Linked DNA regions of Mus musculus: all the other regions are linked to region 4. The links are chromatin contacts, called in public Hi-C and promoter capture Hi-C maps. All regions are on one chromosome and are shown on one strand. The core of a region is the stretch at or near the end of the contact, and the rest is flanking DNA. Distances in the headings are between cores, read along the strand shown. Region 1 holds the start of Tpr (translocated promoter region, nuclear basket protein). Region 2 holds the start of Stx6 (syntaxin 6). Region 3 holds the start of Ier5 (immediate early response 5). Region 4 holds the start of Smg7 (Smg-7 homolog, nonsense mediated mRNA decay factor (C. elegans)).

Evidence for each region. Hi-C and Micro-C count contacts between places; a contact is called where the count stands out from the background. Capture Hi-C pulls out chosen DNA fragments and counts their contacts.
Region 1: a contact with region 4 is called in a promoter capture Hi-C map of liver, with 5 times the contacts expected there. The contact joins the promoter of Tpr here to the promoter of Smg7 in region 4. A contact is called at or near these places in 3 of 39 promoter capture datasets (erythroid cells and liver), 3 of 484 Hi-C or Micro-C datasets (B cells, CD8 T cells and regulatory T cells), 3 of 115 datasets of contacts at active chromatin or transcription factors (CD4 single positive thymocytes, astrocytes and double positive thymocytes) and 1 of 9 other capture datasets (liver).
Region 2: a Hi-C map of CD4 T cells shows a contact between it and region 4, with 4 times the contacts expected there. The contact joins the promoter of Stx6 here to the promoter of Smg7 in region 4. A contact is called at or near these places in 2 of 39 promoter capture datasets (both in liver) and 1 of 484 Hi-C or Micro-C datasets (CD4 T cells).
Region 3: a contact with region 4 is called in a Hi-C map of CD8 T cells, with 12 times the contacts expected there. The contact joins the promoter of Ier5 here to the promoter of Smg7 in region 4. A contact is called at or near these places in 1 of 39 promoter capture datasets (liver) and 1 of 484 Hi-C or Micro-C datasets (CD8 T cells).

The regions. Positions count from the first base shown.
Region 1 is chr1:150,391,443-150,394,519 of GRCm38.p6, reverse strand. It overlaps Tpr (translocated promoter region, nuclear basket protein), which reads right to left and starts at 1,682. Exons shown (of 52, transcript NM_133780.3): 1 at 1,507-1,682; 2 at 862-1,164. The coding sequence starts at 1,576. It overlaps Odr4 (odr4 GPCR localization factor homolog), which reads left to right and starts at 1,465. Exons shown (of 14, transcript NM_145511.2): 1 at 1,465-1,830.
Region 2 is chr1:155,157,440-155,160,563 of GRCm38.p6, reverse strand. It overlaps Stx6 (syntaxin 6), which reads right to left and starts at 1,861. Exons shown (of 8, transcript NM_021433.3): 1 at 1,637-1,861. The coding sequence starts at 1,671.
Region 3 is chr1:155,097,968-155,100,923 of GRCm38.p6, reverse strand. Ier5 (immediate early response 5) reads left to right here and starts at 1,288. Exons shown (of 1, transcript NM_010500.2): 1 at 1,288-2,956. The coding sequence starts at 1,494. The coding sequence ends at 2,420.
Region 4 is chr1:152,900,821-152,904,198 of GRCm38.p6, reverse strand. It overlaps Smg7 (Smg-7 homolog, nonsense mediated mRNA decay factor (C. elegans)), which reads left to right and starts at 1,553. Exons shown (of 23, transcript NM_001160256.1): 1 at 1,553-1,690. The coding sequence starts at 1,662.

The sequences.
Region 1 (3,077 bases), core at 433-2,932, 2.5 Mb after region 4:
TTCTGTTTTTTCTTTCTTTTTTTTTTCGAGACAGGGTTTCTCTGTGTAGCCCTGGCTGTCCTGGAACTCACTCTGTAGACCAGGCTGGCCTTGAACTCAGAAATACGACTGCCTCTGCCTCCCAAGTGCTAGGATTAAAGGCGTGCGCCGCCACCACCGCCCGGCTCTGTTTTTTAAATAACTGTTTTCTTTCTCCCAAGAATATTTAAGCTATGTCTCTAATTTCCTTATACAAAAGCAACGACAAGAACGTACAAGCAGATATTTTTATTATATATTTCCTATCAAGTCTCAACGCTCTGGGAGAACCACCATATATTCATTTATCGCATTTCATTGCTCTTTCTAGTACCGTCCTTTTGTATACAAATTCCTCATCGCGACCATCTACTGCATTATTAGATCACAGGGTGCTATACACACTAAAACAAGGCACTAAAGGGGGGAAATGGGTAAAGGCTTATAAATCCAGTTTAAAAACAAACAAACTGGGGGGGGGGCGCTTAACTGTCATTTAAAGTACAGCAAAACAACATTAGATTAGGATTGCATAGTCCTAAAAATCTGGTGCAAACTGGGCCAAATTCTCCAGTTTCTGTCGGTGGGCCCATTGAGGAGTTTCCACAGAAGACTACGCTTAGTAAAAGGAAACCGAGGTAAACGAAGGTGGATTTAGATCGGGGAGGATCCCCCCGCCCCCCGATCTAAACCACACAGCGGGGAGAAGAGAGAAGGCCTCCGCTGCACATGGAGCCTGAGAAGCTGCTACCTGAACACCTCACCAGGGAGAAGAGGGCAGGCGTGCAAAGGAGGTCGGGCCCCAGCTCCAGACCGGAGCGCGAAGAGCGTCTCCACACTTACCACTCTCCACCTTAAATTTCTCGTGCCGCCCCTTCAGGCAGTCGATCTCGGACTGCTGCTCGGCCAGGAACTTCTCAAGTTTGTTCTGCGTCGACTTCGGCAGTTTGTTCAGTTCCGGGCGCTCCAGCACTTGCTGCAACACCGCCGCCATGTCGGCCGGGATCGCGGCAACAGCCGCAGCGGCTGAAGGAGAAGCCAAGGAGCAAGGAGAAGCGCGGAGCCCAGCCGCCGGAGCCGCCCCGTCCGCCGCCTCGCTCGCGGTCTCTCGCGCGCCTGCCCGCCTGAGACTCCCGCGGCGGGACCCTGGGAAAGAGAGTCCCGCGTTAGGTGCAGCCAGAGCCGCGCCGCCGCGCCCTCTCTGCGCACGCAGCCACCGGGAGCTAGGCACGCTGGGAAAGCGAGTTCACAGCAGCCTCGGCCCCAGTTTTTTGGGGATTTCACCGGTTTCCAGCCCCAGAGACTCTTGGGAAATGTAGTGTATTTCTCACCCGCTTACGCGCGCTCAGGCCGCACCTCTCGCCCCACTTCCTTCTTTCTCCCCGCCCCCGGCTCGCCTCCTATGGCTGTGACGAGTGCCCGCGCGGGGGCGCTACATAAGTACGCAGCCACCCTCGTCCTTATCCCGGAGGAGCAAGACGACCTTACCGTCAAAACCCCGGGATGTCATGGGTACTCCTCTGTGGCCACTTCTAGAAGCCGAGCCACCAGAGGTCATGGGTCACGGCAGGGTGTCTCGACAGGCTCTGGGCTACCGCCACGATCTTAACGGTGCCCCGAGAGGGGCGGGGTGCAGGCCTCCCTCGCTTGGGTAGAAGAGCTGCGGAGATGGGTGCGGGACGGCTTGCGTCATCAGTCTGCACCCGTTGGGGCCGCGACCCGCGTTTGGAGTAGGAAGTGTCTCTGCTGTCGCTTTCTGATGAGATCATTGGCTGTGGACGTGGGGACCTGAGTGGCACCTGGCCTTTGAAGGTAGCTACTTGTACCCTAACTCGAGTTCTCTCGCTGACAGAAAGCTCCAGGGATTTATTTGCCACATGTGCACATTCTGAGATCAAGTTAGTCGGCCAAGGAATATGTGTGCACCCGGGCACCACCAGCTTCCTTTTCGGGGAGAAAAGAAAGGATTTAGGGACCATATGGAACAGTCAGTCACTGGTGCACACTCAAGCCCTGTTCGGAGGAGATTAGCTTAGTGTCAAACCTGGTACCTACATGCTTTTGTGGGTGTGAGGTACCGAATGACTTAGTGCGAAATTAAAGTAGTCTGGTTAATATTTTAAACAGAAAAAAAATCAAATTTTGTTGTTTATGTAGTAAGATGACATTGCAGGCAAATGTCTGATGTTGACGTTTTTAATTTTAACATTTTTAGGACAGTTTTATTGAGACACTTGTCATTTTGCCACAGTAACAGAACTATGTCTGTTTCCCGAACACGACTCAGCAATATCAGCGTGTACTTCGTTTCATGGCTGGGTACTTTTCTGGAAGAATTTGTTGCCTTTTGATTGAAAATAAGGAGAGCACATGCCTGTGGTGTCAGCTACAGGGATTAAGAGGTGGGGGGGTTATCATTCCAGGACAGCCTGTGTTAGGAGTCAGGCTCTGTCTTAATGAAGGGGATGGGAGGGATTAAATTAGTAGGAGATTCATAACTGAATTCACAAGCTGAAGAAGAGGACAGGAGATGAGAACAGGAGATGTTCCTGCAATGATTCAATTGAAGGGCTGAGTATCATTGCCACCGCAAGCAAAACAGATTGAGAGAACTTAAATCCCACCTTTCACACTCACTACTTTAGTCATTTGGAGGAGTTATTTAACATTTCTTTTTGATTTCTTTATGTATAAAACGGAGACGACAATAATAGTACTTACCGTGCAGGAATTTGTATTAAATATCAATACATGTGAAGTCCTTAGAAAAATGTCCCGTGTAGAATTGAAGCAATATAGATAATTGTCATTGCAGACTGGTTACCTAAGTGGCTGTTATTAGGAGTTGTCTCATAGCAGCAATCACACATTTGTGCCTTCCCACCTTGCACAATTTGTAGAAAACAGTCGTTTTACAGTCACTATTGGGTAAACAAATTTGAGTCTCTCTCCTCTTAATGAACTAATCAGAAATTCAGCTTCCATATTTTAGAAACAAGAATATCGAAGTTCACCAATAAATTGTCATAGAGAATGCAGCTAAGGAGTAGATCTAAAAT
Region 2 (3,124 bases), core at 612-3,111, 2.3 Mb before region 4:
GTAAGTGCTAGTAGACTTGCAGGGGTAAATACCAATATGGCTGAGCAATAAAGAACTTTCCATGTTTCCCTCAAAGGCGAACAGAGAAATCCGCTGGTTACCTCTGCTATCTACTCACTGCCAGAGATAACCTTTGCAACCTGAATGTCAAAAACTTCAGTTCTGGGGCTGGTGAGATGGCTCAGCAGACAAAGGTGCCTGCGGCCAAGCCTGAGACTTGAGTTAGATCCCTGAGACCCACGCAGTGAAAGAGGAGAAGTTCCTGCAAGTTGTCCTCTGATTTCCACATGCATGCCACAACATTCACTTACCACTCCACAAAATAAGACAAAAACCCAAGAAAACCCTTCCATTCAAGGGAAAAGTATACAACTCTAACTCTAAATTTAAAAACAAAACCAACTAAAATCTTAATCAATTCCATAATATAGAACACAATTTCCAGGTAGGCAGATTTTACTGTTAAATATATACCTTCCTATTCCCCGACTAAATTAAAGCAAGGCAAAAGAAAAACCCTTTTAAGGAAACGTAGAGACAATCTTAGCCAAGCTGGCCTTTAATCCCAGCACTCAGGAAGCAGAGGCAGGCAGATCTCAGTGAGTTCAAGGGAGTTACACAGAGAAACTCTGTCTCAAAAAGCCAAAAAAAAAAAAAAAAGCAGTCATAATATATTTGATTGTGCATTGACTGTACACACCAAGGATAGTAAAGTATCTCATTTTAAGTTTCCCAGGACTCTTAAATACAAAAACAAACACCCACACAACTGGTCAGCTTTTACCACTATACAAGTAAGATGCAAGTAGCAACTAGTTAAAAGCAAAGAACACTTTGCAGTCAGTAGAACTTACTCTGTCTTAACTTCGCAGTTCTCAGATTTTTGACATTTCTCTGACATTCAAAGCATAAAACTGACACATTATTAGAAATAAGTTGCGACATCATAATTGCGCTTTCTTGCTTTTGTGTAATGGCTACAAAGTTGATACAACAAAGTGCAATTGATGTTTTCATCTCCCAACAGATAAACAAAGATGGAGTCAGGACAGTTCTGTCGCAAAACGAGGGCAGTAGGCTTCTAAAAAGGCAGAACGTGAAGTGAGGGAAACCTGTCAAACACCCAGGATGAAACCAAGGAGTTCAATAGAAACACTCATTTCCTTCGACACGGTGGGAAAACCCCGGTGGCTCACAAGAAACCCTCGGAAAGTTTGGTTTGGCTGATTGCATATTGTTTTCCTTCCAACATCAGCACCCGGCCTGGAGGACTTTTCCTCCCCCGGGAAAGCGCGCGTCCTCCCGCACCGGCTCCCGCACCCGCTGGACACTACCGGGCAAGCCGCGGGGTGGCCGTCCCGAGCTAGCTCCACGACTCCACAATGGAGCTCGCCCCCGCGCACGCCCACTCCAAGAGGGCCATTTCCCTTTTCCTGCCCAGATGCTGTCGGCCGGCTCCGGCGCGTCGCTCCCCACCTGCGGCGCGCGACCCCGAGGAAGTGGCGGTGCGGGCCGATAGTGGGACCCCAGGGGCCCGGCCCCAAACGACGCGCGGTGTCCGAGCACAGAGGCTGTGTCGCCCTGCCTCGATTTCCCTCCCCTCTCTCTGAGGCGGGAGTCCTCGGCCCACACTCACCCCTTCACTACAAAGAAGGGGTCCTCCATGGACATGGCGCCCGGCCCGGCAGCCCGAGCCCTCCCTGAGGTCTACCGTGGCCAGCGCCTCGGCCGGGGCGACCCGGAGCAGCAGTGCGCGCAGACCCGGGTGCCCGTCGGCCGTCGGTCCAGCAGTCGGTCAGCGCCGCGGGTCGAATCCCACTCCAAGCCGGCCCCCACGGCAGCCTCCTCCCCCGGCACCTCCGGCGTCTGGCCCCGCCCCCAGAACCTTCGCCACTACCAATCATGGACGCGTACCGCAGCCTCACTTCCGCACTCAGGCTCACGTGACCCAGATCGCCCAGGCCCTGCGCCGGAGAGGGGCGGAGCCTAGCTTGCGTCACTAGGCCCGAGAGGCGGGGCTCTGGATAGTGGGGGCGGTCTTCTGCTGCCTGGAGAAGGCAATGAGGATTTTAAGAAAGCTGTTGCTGTGTCTGATTTGCATAGACCTTTTACCTTTTCTCTACTTTTAATACTTGCTTTTAACTCCCTGTGATTTACATGCCCATCTAATCATCGTCTTGCACTAAAGGATTCTCAAAAGATCTGATTATGGTAAGGTCTTAGGTCATGCAGTGTGTAAAGGCTGTATAAACATCCTCAATCAATACTCTTTTGGAGGACGATCCTACTGTTTCTAATTTGTTAGAGACTTCATTCTTTCCTGTACAGGGTCACACAACCCCAGACACACAGATCCACAGATCCCGGACATTTGTACTTCATTCTGAAAGCAAAGAAGGAGCCAGACGGGATCACTTCCTTTCAACTACGATTGCAGAACATCCAGAGCATTTTATATGGCACAATTAGACACACTGTGCGTAACTTCTTGGATGAGAACTGTGACCTTTGATTATTGATAATCACTGAGCAGTGACTGAGCATTGGACAGGATTCTAAGTTATCTCACTGTCACATTCCTATTATTTATCATCTTCATTTTATGAATGAGCTTGGACTCCGAGAGGTTACGTGACTTAGCCAAATTCTTTAGTCTCCTTGGAGCTTGCATCAAACAAATTCCCTTTGAACCTGAAGTCCCCCATTCAATTCCTCATCTTTAAGATGTAAGGTGGTGGTGGCACACACCATTAAGACCCGCACTCAAGGGGCAGAGGCAGATGGATCTCTATGAGTCTGAGGCCAGTCTGGTCTAATGAGCTAGTTCTAGGACAGCCAGGATGTGTAGGGGTGGAGTAGGAGGAATGTTATGTGAACTCTGAGGCCCCAATGCCGTCAGGGACCCCTGAAGGAAGCTGTTGTTTAGAGGACAGCAAGAGGACATGATAGAGGAAGGGAGGAGAAGAGAAGTGAGAAGCAAAAGTCAAAGACGCCAGGCTTCTCTGAACTCCTGAAGGAGCGGTGGGTGGCAGGTGTCGGGAAGGGGAGCTGCCGGGAGAGTTGCAGGCTTTGGCTACCTACCTACTGAAATTCAGAGATAAAATGTTCATTGACAATGGCATGT
Region 3 (2,956 bases), core at 39-2,538, 2.2 Mb before region 4:
CTAGAAGGGAGGGACTCTGGGCTTCAGTTGTAGCAGTAATAGTGGCCAAAGTTAGCATCCCCCAAACCATCAGATCTGAAGGCATCCTGGTTGTGAACTGGCTCTTAATCAAGCCTACCTCTCACTAGTATTTCTTCCATGTAAATGGCCAAACCTATTGTAGGGTCAGGCAAACCTTTCACATAGACACCGTGTAAGCTGTGGTTAACTTTATTATTTAGATTGACTCTGAGAGTTGCCATTTATCTTCTGTGTAATAAAGAAGGTGTATCTGTGATTTCTTCATTTTATATTTGAAACTTCAGGGCCATAAGGCAATTTACAGAGCCATCAGGCACCAGTACAATCTTGTCATGGTCCTTCTGACAGGGATTTGCAAGACTCAGTGGATGGGACTACATTGACTGACCAGAAAAATTTTAGGAACCCTCCCCCCATACTTGACAAAAAACAATTTACATAATCAACATGGGAAACCAGAACTTATTTGTATTTTTAGAACTTACTAGATTTCCCCCAAAATAGATCAGTTACTTATTGTGTGTGTGTGTGGGGGGGGGGTATTAAACAAACAGACAAACAAAGAAAACCATTGTGGAGAAATAGGTAACATCTTCCATTTAAAATATGTGATAACTGAGAATCTGGGGAACGAAATGAAAGATGCCAGCTTTAGGTGAGAACAAACAACGTTGTACCTGAATTCTGTTCCTTCATAAGGCAGAAGCTTGGGTATTTCTAGAACGTTCCCTTTTGTTTGTAGTTAAATGCTGAGTATAACGCTAATGGGAAAGGGGCTAACTCCAACATAATATCTCAAATATATCGTGCTAGTTGTCATATATTGTCATCGCTTCCATTTCTGCCAAGAATGACCAGAAATTACAGCTGAAACAGCTATGAGCAGCTGGAAATTGTGTATGAAAGGAACTGAATTTTATTGTGCAGTAGATTCCAGCACACTAAACGAATGAAAGTTCCAGTCAGTGTGCTAAGGTACATCACAAAGCGGAATCCCTTACTACATACAGTTCTGTGGGCCTCGTTCTCCTCTATCAACGCCTCTGAACACAAATCCCACCGCACATGATCAATGGGCTGCCTGCAATCTCCCCCTTTAAGAGCTTGCTCCGCGGGACTAACGTTTGAACAGGCCCTGGGGCCCCTCCTCTGCCTCTGATTGGTCGGGGGCGGAGCACGAGGCACATCTGCCCGCCCAGAACGGTTAGCGGCGCTTTGTGATTGGCGTTCGAGGAGCATATATAAGGTGCAGTGTGGCCCCGCAGCGCTCAGTTTAGAGTCCGGCTCAGAACGGTTCTGTTGTCTGAAGGGAAGCGGCGGAGGGGGACTACGCGTCACCAGGTCTTTTCTCCACCGAGCTTTCAGACGCCGAGGGTACAACCACAGAGGAAGACCTGATCCCGCCTACAGCTCCTCTCGCAGCTTCAGAAGGCAAGCAGGCGTTCACCCTATCGTCTGGAAGCGAAGGCAGGATGGAGTTCAAGCTGGAGGCTCACCGCATCGTCAGCATCTCCCTGGGCAAGATCTACAACTCGCGGGTCCAGCGCGGCGGCATCAAGCTGCACAAGAACCTCTTGGTGTCGTTGGTGCTGCGCAGCGCCCGCCAAGTCTACCTGAGTGACCCCTGCCCTGGCCTCTACCTGGCTGGCCCTGCGGGGACCCCGGCGGTGCCGCCGCCTCAGCAGCCTGGAGAGCCTGTAGCCGGGCCACCCTCCGGCTGGGGAGAGCCGCCCCCGCCGGTCGCCCGTGCCGCCTGGCCGGAGCCCGAGCCTCAGCCGCAGCCTCAGCCTCAGCGTCCCTCCGTGTGCCACACGCCCGGAGCGGGAAGCTCAGAACCGGTGGCCGCGGTGGCCGGATCGGGGGAAGCTCTCCGGGGCGGAGAGGAGGACTCGGCGGCAGCTGCTTGGGGCCGCGTGGAGCGTCCGCGCGCGGCGTCTTCAGGAGGTGGCTCGGACGCGTGCCCCGAGGGGCCCCGGGCAGTGCGCCGCCCGTGCGGCTGTCCCCCGGCCGTGGAGGAGCGGTCCTCCGAGGACGGGTCCCCCGCGCCACCCGCCCCGTGTCCCAGGAAGCGTGGCGCAGCGGGAGTGGGTGGCGGCCGCGCGAGCTGCTCGGCACCCGGCTCTACCCCTCTCAAGAAGCCGCGCCGGAACTCGGAGGAGCAGCCAGTCACCGGCGAGGACGACACCGACGAGGAGATGGAGACCGGGAACGTGGCAAACCTCATCAGCATCTTCGGGTCTAGCTTCTCGGGACTCCTACGGAAAAGCCCCGCAGGCGGCCGAGAGGAAGAGGAGGCGGAGGAGGGCGGCCCGGAAGCCGCCGAGCCGGGGCAGATCTGCTGCGACAAGCCGGTGCTGAGAGACATGAGCCCCTGGAGCACAGCCATCGTGGCCTTCTGAGCCCCCGGGACCCGAGTGGCTGGAGCTTGAGCAGCGGGAGTCCCCGAAGTGCGGCCGGGGCCTCTCCCGGCCGCGAGGACGAGCCGAGACCGTAGGCGCTGGGCGCGTAGGGGAGACTGGTTGCTGCCGGGCAGCACATCGCCCCAGAAGGGGCAGCCCGGCTGGGCCGTGGCTCTCGAGTCTCATCCTGAGACCTAGAGTTGGAGGCTTATTGGAAGAGGACGATCGATCGTTAACTTTTGTATCTGTGTGTGTCCGTGTGTAAGTTTGTCTTGTGTTGAGACTGTTCTGTGATTCTGGAATGCACCACCCCTTCCCCGGGGCTTGAGACTTTGGGGGTGCAGACAGGGACTTTCCTCTGCCAGCAGCACAGAAAAGGAAGCTGCAGAAAGGCTCGAGGAAGGGGAGTTCCCCGTTCGATCTTGGGGGAGAGAGGGACTTTACACACACCTCTCTCTCATGAAAGCTACGACCGCACCGGGGCGCGGAGTGGCGTTTTCTCACAGGATTTCCTCAGACTAGAGGGAGTTCGTCTG
Region 4 (3,378 bases), core at 304-2,803:
ATGGAAAATTATTTTCTTAAACTCCCTCATGCAGATAAATCTAGATACTTTTTTTTTATGGCAAGTTCTAAAACACTGCAGATGTTTTTGAGGAGGGGGTCTTTGGAGATCAACCTTCGATGACGGAGCGTCTTTTCTCTCTGAGGGTACCTCTGGAAAGAACGTCATCAGCCTTTCTGATCGCTCTCCATTCTAAATGCCTAAGAACTGCGTGTTAGCCTCCTAGGCTGGGTTCGAGCTCTCACTAAGTCGCCTACGGGAGGTCTCGCCGGTGATATCGAGTAGGAATTAGGCAAGGGTCGACCGGCTACAAAAAGTCGAACATTCGCGATCGCCGGAGCCGCATCTCGGTTGTCATGTGCCCGTCTCTTCCCTTAGGGACCCGCTTCTGGCGGGATCCCGCTGCCCAGCCTCAAACAGTGGTGGGGAAGCCCCTTCCCTTTCCTCTGACTTCGCAGCATCGCCCTCGCTTTCTCGTTCCCACCCACTCGCCGCCGGCCTTCATAACCTGCCTTTTCTTCTCGGGCCCGGCCCTCTCCCTACCCGGCTCAGATAGGCAACGATGGAGGTGGTTTCCACCCTTGGGGGACTGGCAATGCCTAAAATGAATGCTTCGGGGTCTCCCCCAATTTTTGCTGGGAGAGTAAGGGAGGAAGAAATGGACTTTCCTACTCGGATAACCATTTCGACTTCTGGCTTTTAAAAAGGCAGGGAATCCAAGTGGGGAATCCTGGGCAGTTTCCAGGGAACCCGTTTCTCTACGGGAGGGTCACCCTGTCTACACACGGCAGTTACTATGACAATACAACCACAGCCTCCAGTTTCCATGGCAGCGGCCTGCCCAATCGGATTGGTTTTCCTTTCTATTTCTCCCTGGGCTCCGCCCTATTCCCCCCCCCCCCCCCAACCTTCTCCCAGAGTGCCCGGGGAGGGGCGGCTGAAACGGGGGAGGCCTCTGCGTCACTCTCCGGCGCGCGAGGGGACGACCGGAGTCGAGGAATTGGCGGGCGGAACTGTAGGAGGAAGGGGTGGCGTTTCCGGCGGGGAAAGTGGAGGAGTGGGAAAAAAAAAAAAAAGAAAGAAGGAAGGAAGTGAGAAGTGGGCGGGTGGCCGGGCGGAAGGCTTTGAGTGTGACTCCGGGCTGCTCTGGGCTCGATGTCCGCGGTGAGCCGGGGGCCGCCCCCGCGCCCGGGAGGAACAGGACGGAGCCTTAGGAGGCCGCCGGGCACCAGCACCGGATCGTTCGGCCGGCGCGCGGGCACCGCACCGCTCGCCGATCCCAAGAGGGAGCGCTACAGAGCGGCGGAAAGCACCCAGAGGGACCGGCGCTGCTGAAGTCTCGCGAGAGCGAACCCGACTTCCTTCCTCTGCTTCTCCCCTCCTCTTTCCCCGCCCCTTTCCCCTTCTTTTTCCCCCCCCCCTCCGGAGCCGGAGCGTCCCTGCGCCCCACAGGCCAGAGCCGCAGCCGCTGCCGGAGCCGCTCCCCCCAACTCCCTCCCCCTCGCCTCACTCACTCTCCCCCCCCCCCACCCCGCGCCAAGCGAGGAGGAGTCGGAGGAGAGGAAGATGGCGGCGACCGCCAGCACCCGCGGGGCCGCGGGGCCGCTCCGAGGAGCCTGAGAGACCCACGGAGGCTTCGCGGCGAGACGCGGCGGCGGAGGATGAGCCTGCAGAGCGCGCAGTATCTCCGGTGAGCGCCGGAGCTTGGCCGAGGCGTGGTGGCGACGGGGGAAGGGGAGGCTCTCGGGGGGCCGAGGACCGGCGGACTCGGAAGCGGTGGGGGAGTCGCGGCGTCCTTCTGTCCCCAGGGCGGGGAGGCCGAGCGCGGGGCCGAGCGGGCGGCTGCGGGAGGGGGCGGGCACACACATGGCTGCCTGGCCCCCGGGAAGCCGGGCGAGCCGCGCTCCGGGGGAAGCCGGGCGAGGAGCGGAGGGAGGTTGGGGAAGCGGGAGACGAGAACGTGTGTGTGAGTGTGTGTGTGTGCGTGTGCGCGCGCGCGCGCGCGCCTCTGGTCGCAGGCTGCGGGGCCGGGGTAGGGGAGAGGAGAGCCGGCAGCGACCCAGAGTCGAGGTGGGTGTGAAGGGGTCTGGAGCCCACGGCCCGGGAAACGTGGTGTGCTGGCCGGGGCGATGCAGGAGAGAGGAGGATGGAAGTCGGCACACCTGGGGGTTGGGAGGGCGCATTCTGGAGGGCAAATGAGAGGAAGGGGAGCCCGCAGGAAACGCGAGCTTGTTCTTTAGTCGCGGGCTGGAAGGAGGAGAAATAATGCCTTCTGTCCAGAGTTAGAGGGGTCGGAGAGCCCGGAAAGGGGGAAAAAGGATGGGGAGACGAGGGAAGAGGGAGGTGCTACGAACAAGGTGATGTTCTCGAAAGAAACTGTAGTTGGAAGATACCATTCTGAGAGTCGTGTGCATTCATTAGGTGCGATGTAAGGAACTTGTATGAAGGAGATAGAGTGACCCATGGGTACTGGGGGTGCGTGCGTGTGTATGTGTATGTGTGTGTGTGTGTGTGTGTGTGTGTGTGTGAGTGTCTGGGGTAAGGGAGGGGAAGCAGGGATTGATGCACACTTAAAGAAGACTCACATGCATTAACACCGACGTCGAGAACATTTTGAATGGAAAGACAGCAGCTGGTGTGCAGTCAGAATAGTTTGACGGATTTTGAGTGAGAGCTTGGAGGAAACTAGAGGGGAAAATACAGCCTTCACAATGGGAAATAAGGTTGCTAGTGCCTGAGGCTAATGGAGGAGTTGCTAAGACTGGGAACTTACAAACTGGCCTTTTTGTCTTTCAGGAACAGTGTTTTTCTTTTAAATAGCAGGTCTTATTTGGGAAGATACTTTTAAAAAGTGAGTTGAAACCTTGAGGAGAAGAGAATTGAATGGGTAGATAACTGAGTAAGATTTTCTTTAGCTGTTTAGACATAAGTGATGTGGAAGTCGATGTGTTAAGAGTGGTCCCATATATATATTTATATTGCAAGAGAATTGATGTTGTTCTGTGGTAAACAGAGTGGCTATTCTGTCTTTGAAAGTAGTTATTCATTACACTGGAGAGAGAGTGGTGGGATCTCTGAATCTTTGATGCATGAATTCCAGAGTTTAGCACAATGTGTATGCCTGATATTATAAGGTGGCATTCTCTTTTTTTTCCTCTGTTACCCTTATTACTGCATTAAGTAAACTTTACAGTGAGCTGTGAATATATAGGTGCAGTAGAAAAAAATAGAAACTACCAGGACAGTTCTTAATCTTAAGGAAATTACATGATAATATCCAGTGTGTGAGTAAATTAATAGCACAGACTAATGTAGCTATCACCACAAAAAGGTACCATGTTTTTGAGTCCTAGATGACCTGAGCAGTTGAGGGAAATA